Linked DNA regions of Gossypium hirsutum: region 1 is linked to region 2. A link is a contact called in public Hi-C data. All regions are on one chromosome and are shown on one strand. Each heading gives the region's core, a stretch centred on a gene start, on an enhancer-like site or on the middle of the called end of the contact. The rest is flanking DNA. Distances are from core to core; before and after follow the strand shown.

Region 1 (3,243 bases), core at 95-2,594, 350 kb before region 2:
CAAAGAAGAGAGTGCCAGCAATTACTAGTGCATCTCCAAGAATTGGTTTGGAACCACCTGCATGTGCAGAGAAACAAGTACTTCACTCCGGAAAATTCGAATGACTTCCAGTAATGGCGTGCTGTTTACGAATTAAAACATCCATAAAGAAACAGAGTTCCATAACTATAAGAATATCTTCTGCATTAGACCAGAATGTTACCTCCACCACCCACCCCTGCATCGGAGAGGAGCACTAGACCAAGGCCAAGCACACAAAGAGCAGCACCTCCTAGCTGCAATAAAGAATATCTAGTGCCTATGAAGAAATATGTGAGAAATATTGCCCATACGATGGTCCAGCAGTCCAACAGTGTCACACTAGTGATTGAGGAGAACTGGAAGGCTTTGTTAACTGCAAAAGAAAAAAAAGGGAAAAAGGAATGGCTCTTTTGTCACGGTAATTTTTGCAGTAACATATCAGACATATTCCACTTTCTTTTTTCCCCCAGTTAAGAACATGTTTTTGGGAGATCATGTTATGAGATATTAGTGACTACTACAGACTCACCAAGATAATTCCCTTGAACATCAACAAAGCCGAGGGCGAGATACCAATACCAAGGAATCTGCAAACAGAACAGGATTGAAGTATCAAGGAATCCTTTTGAATATAAGATTAGTGGAGTTGATAAGTGATTACCCTTAGCTTTTGACCCCTATAGAGCAAGATGCTACCATAAACCACAGCTAAAGCGAAGTAAGTGAAGGAAGTCTGAGTGATAGGCGCATCCACACCTAGACAAAAAGCCAACACACTGATGAGCAAACAAAGAATATAAAATTCCAAATTCATCTGAATATTTTTCATAACCAGAAGCAAGTTAAGAGTAGAGGGTTAAGTTGAGCTTACCAAGACTGGCTATCAAAGAAGAAGTAAAGCTCATAAGTGCAAGAACGAAAGAAACAAGTTGGCCCAGAAAAAGCCTGAACAAATTCTTCAAAGTTACTTGAGTTTTGAACCAGTTGCCGACACTACTCCAGCTCATTTTTTGTTTGTCAAAAAAATCGTTTGATAAAATTTGTTCTTCAAGTACACAGATCGTCAAAAAGGGAATGGGGTAACATTCATGTCAACATCAAAGGATTTTAAAGCTTTCTTCTTCTGTTTTTTTCCTTTATTTAATTATTGTCAGGTTTTGTTAAAAGAGATCTGCATCTAGGCGTAGCTACCATTCCAGGGTCATTTCCTTCGTAGTTGGACTGTTGAGACCACGTTCCTAATAGCTTCCACACCTCACCCAACGGTTACCGTTGGTAGTTGAAAGTTATCGTCTTTTTGCTCCCACGTGACACTCTCCACCGTGTCCGATGTCTTTTCAGATCTGATTTAGCTTATGAAGTCATACTTGGCGCCTGTCCAATTCCATTTGTTTTTTTTTTAATTATATAAGGATAGTTAATTTTTAATTTTGATCCTATATTTTTTTTTTTAAATTTGAGATTTAATTTTTATATTTCAATTCTGAAATAATTCGGTACCTCAACTCTTATAATTTCATTAATTAGTTGAAATTTGTTATCCCAATTAAAATGTTAATGTTAAACTTTAAGACTTATTGACACTGTTAATATTCCCTATTAAATTTAAATTCATTATGATGTTATTTTGTTACATGTATATAAATTTAACAATATATAGACCTGCATTTTTAAACTAAAAACTAAAAGAATTGAAAATAAAATAAAAATATAAAACCTTTAAATTTCTAACTTAAACAAATAAATATTTAATCCCACATTCAATAATGAATCCCACCAAAATAAGCAGCAACACTACGATATACATGTCTACAAAATATAAGAAAATTGGTAATTGAATAAGGGGTTATTTTGTGTGTGTGTGTGTGAGAGAGCTAATTGAAGTTGTTTTTAAAGAATTGAACAAGTTTTTAAGTGTATAAGGTTTGTTATTTTATTATATATCTCCGGATTAAAATATGATGCTTCCTTAAATATTATTTGTGATTAATTCTTACTATATATGTTTTTTCATGTTAGTTTTATAATTTATGTTAAGCAAGTTTAGTTTTGGGGTTGCTTTAAGAGTGCAAGTGCCTAAGACCTAAGGTTAAAAGGGCCCAAAAACCATATTTCAAGAATGGGCTTGATGTTAAGAATTCGTGATTGTTTTATCTAATAATCATTCTCTTCTTGAGAATACAATATGACTTATTATTGCACTCAATACTTGTTAGCTTTATTATCATTATTATGTTAACATGCAACATTAATATATAATATTTTTTTATTTATATGTCAAAAAAGTTCTTAAGAAAATGTGAAAAATCAATTAAGTCCCTGTGTTAGAATTGTGTGACCCAAATTCTAAGAGATTGCTTGCAAGTCAAGTTAAACAAAAATATATTTTCTTTCTAGAAGATTTAGTATTTATTAGTATAATATATTTAGTATTTATTAGTATAGTTTATTTGACTTACTAATTTAGCCTATAAATAGGCTCCTTTACAATCTTAGAAAAAAGAGACACCCATTAGATTAGAACTCATAACACATTCAGAGAATTTTGTGTTTACGTTTGAGGGTTCTTTGTTTTTCGGGTTTTCGGGGTTTAGTTTTTATCTCCATCTTTTGTACTCTTCATTCTTTTGCGATTATAGTAAAATTATCTTTGCCCGTGGTTTTTTTATCCTCTTTTGAGGGGTTTTTCCACGTTAAATTTGTGTGTTCATCTTCTCAATTTCTTCTACTATTTTTACTTGTTCGTTGCTTAATCGGGACGATCCTAACAAGTGGTATCAGAGCTAGTTTAACTTTCATAGATCAGCCCGGTCAGAGATGGCAGCAACAAGGTTTGAAATTGAGAAGTTCGATGGTGAGACAAATTTCAATCTGTGGCAAGTTCGGATGATGGCAATTCTAGTTCAAAATGGCTTGAAAAAGGTTGTTACAGGGAAAAAGCCTAAGAATCTAAATCAAACAGAATGGGAAGAGCTTGATGAAAAGGCCTTGTCTGCAATCCAGTTGTGCCTCGCGAATACAGTATTGCAGGAGGTATTGATGGAGAAGACCTCATTCGCCTTGTGGAAAAGGTTAGAAACTCTTTATGCAACTAAGTCTCTGGCTAACCGTTTAGTGTTGAAACAACGCCTATTTACGTTTCGCATGAACGAAGGTGAGCTTCTTAAAGATCACATCAGTCAATTCATTACTCTTTTAAATGATTTAAAGAACGTTGAGGTT
Region 2 (3,136 bases), core at 171-2,670:
TGGTAAGTACTTAGATGAAAATAAAGATTTTGCGAAAATTTTATGATCCTGATTTAATTCTGGTTAGTTTTTAATGTATGTTTGGGGCTTCAAGGGCCCAATAGAGAGACGTTATGATTATCTTCAAAATATGAATAATAAATGATCAGAATTATCTAAAAATGTTCAGTAAACTCCGGTAATACGTCGTACCTATTCCGGCAATGGATACGGGTAGGGGGTGTTACAAAATGTGCATTTTTAATACATTTTTTTATAATTTTTGGGATTTTAGTTTTTAGTATATGGTACATGGAATGTCACATCAGTATACTTGTCTGGATGGTACTTCATATGTTATTGTAGATTTTATCAGTCACGTAAGTGTCTATTAATAATCAAATTGATTAATGATAGTTTTCATTATCGGAAGGGCCTAACTAATTTTATTTTAGTAATTGAGAGCTGAATTGATTTTGTTTTAATACTAATAATTTTTTAATAAATATTTTTCAATATTCAAAATTTAATAATAAAATAAAAATAATTCAAAAACCAATTTAATAATATAATAAATAATAAAAATTATTTTTATCAATTTAATTTTATTCTAAACTCGTACCTTATATAAATTCTAGATAATAGTTCAAATAAATAAAATTTATATGCATATTATATAACCATAAATATTACATAGAAATAAACAGAAGAAAAATATCACATACAAATTCATATGCATATACGCATCATATAATAATATTAATTATTTATATATATTATATAATCCAAATACAATATATCTATTAAAACAAATTTATATTGTGTAAATATGATGCAAAATCATAGTCTACAAATTTATCGTGCCCAAAGTCTTTTATATTGAATTTTCTTGGCCGCCAATGTTGTGAAATTGAAGCATTCAGTTGTTTTGGAATTTCAATATATCTCATAAATAATTCTCAACCTAACAATTCTTACACAACTTGTTGTATTAAAATTGTTAATTATATACATTGTCTTAGATATGAAACAGTTTTAAAATTTATAGTAAATATTTATCCATTAATCAACATTTATCTCCCAATTATCAAATCTTTCTCATTTAAATGTTGGTCACAATTCCAATTTAATAGTTGCATATGAATCATGATGATTATACATAAAGGATAATATAAAATAGATGCATCATCATCAGCATCGTCTATGAAATTGTACCTTCACCCAACCAATGACTACTTTTTTTTAAATTAAACAACAGGTTGTCCTCCCTTTTTCTGAATAATTATTATTTCTGCTCTGATCCCATACGATACGGTCCAAGATTAGGACCACTCACATTAACCCACGTTGCCATTTACCATTCGCTGTTACAAATCAATTATGCTGACGTCAGCATACCCCCACCTTAAGGCGCTTTAAACTAGTATTAAAGGAGGAAGTAACATCATATCCCATAAACCAAAATAAAACACATCTTTGTTTGGTGTTCTTCTTGGGGGGACTCTCTGTTGGCATCGCAGAGCGGCCTACCTCTTCCTCTTCCTCTTCCTCTACGACAATTAAAACAAGAAATTCAAATCTCTCAATTGTTTTTTTATTCACATCCATATTCATTAAAATCTTAGATTAGATTATTACCACTTTGTGTTTTTCTAATTGCGTTGAATATGGATTATGAATTAAAGAAAGATTGTCACGATGGAATTGTCGTTAATGGCGGAAGCGATGGCCTTTTACTCTCACATGCCAACAGGAACAAGCTCATTATCGATACCGATCCCGGGATTGGTCAGTTTCGCTCCTTTTTATTTATTTACTTTTTCTCTGGTTGGCTGCCAATTTAGTTGCATAAACTAGAATTATAATGAAATAGGAAACAATTTTACTTTTTCAATTTATATTTGTCCTTGGAGTTTTACTTCGGGATAAGCTATAAAGTTTCATTTAAAAAGCTACGTTGACTCTCTCTGTCTATATAGAAAAGTTTTATTCGAGGGGCGTGTGATGAGATCTATATAGGAAAGTTTCGGGTTTTGATATGTATATAATGAAACCGGAAAATTTTTATTAAATTATACAAGGAAGTGAAAACAATATGGAGTGGATTGATTGATTGGCAGGATTAGATATGTAGAGATTTTGTTTGAGTTTGACCCTGAACAATGTATGAATGCGTTTTTCATTTGATTAACAGATGATAGCATGGCGATCTTTATGGCATTTCAAAATCCAGAATATGAGATCTTAGGTTTGACCACCATATTTGGCAATGTCCAAACCGAAGATGCCACTCGTAATGCCTTACTTCTGGTACGTGCTTCTCCTTTCTGGTTTTCATATGCATTTGGAATACGTTCATGATTTTATCCTCTTTTCGAGGTGCAAAAGGATAGTGTGAAATCGCAGGGCGTCCTGATGTTCCTGTAGCACAAGGCAGCCCCGAGCCGCTTACGGTAAATGCTTCAGTTTTCCCTTTCCTAAATTACAATGTAATTCCATGGGAATACTAATGGGCCTCGCTGCAATTGTTAACTTGCTTTATTGTGCTTTGATATTCTTCCTTTTTTTTTCTTTTTTTTCCTTTTTTTTTTGGGGGGGGGGGGGCAATTACTATATCTTTTATTTACCATAGCCTAATTGTGGTTGGTTTGTATGGAAAAGGGTGGGAGGCCGAATGTTGCCGACTTTGTTCATGGCTCTGATGGACTGGGGAATATATTCCTATCTCCACCAAAAACTAGCAAATCTGATAAGACTGCCTTTGAATTTTTAGTTGGGAAGGTTTCTGAATATCCTGGTAAAGTATCTATACTTGCACTTGGACCACTCACAAACTTGGCACTGGTAAGACCTTGCTACTCTCTTATCAATTTCCTCCATTTTGGTTATGGGCTTCGCAGGTAAGTGCTTAAACACAGTTTCTCTTTTTTTTTAAATCCAGGCAATCAAAAGGGACTCTTCCTTTGCCAGCAAGGTGAAGAATATAGTTGTACTTGGTGGCTCATTCTTTGCATTAGGAAATGTAAATCCTGCTGCTGAAGCAAATGTAAGCACAAAAGGATCCTAAGTTTGTTTCTTACTACAAGCTCCATATTATCATTCTTCTTTTTGGAAAAGTTTAGTTTCCAAGGACAAGCTACAAGTTTTCGAAGTTGAC

Evidence for each region. Hi-C and Micro-C count contacts between places; a contact is called where the count stands out from the background.
Region 1: a contact with region 2 is called in a Hi-C map of leaf, with 3 times the contacts expected there. The contact joins the promoter of LOC121228136 here to the promoter of LOC107948468 in region 2. A contact is called at or near these places in 8 of 34 Hi-C or Micro-C datasets (anther, callus, hypocotyl and 2 more).

Annotation. Positions count from the first base shown.
Region 1 is chrA04:50,132,698-50,135,940 of Gossypium_hirsutum_v2.1, reverse strand. LOC121228136 (solute carrier family 35 member F1) reads right to left here and starts at 1,344. Exons shown (of 12, transcript XM_041111306.1): 1 at 893-1,344; 2 at 683-777; 3 at 551-608; 4 at 203-394; 5 at 1-57. The coding sequence starts at 1,028.
Region 2 is chrA04:49,778,619-49,781,754 of Gossypium_hirsutum_v2.1, reverse strand. LOC107948468 (uridine nucleosidase 1) reads left to right here and starts at 1,420. Exons shown (of 9, transcript XM_016883026.2): 1 at 1,420-1,767; 2 at 2,174-2,289; 3 at 2,373-2,432; 4 at 2,641-2,823; 5 at 2,921-3,025. The coding sequence starts at 1,647.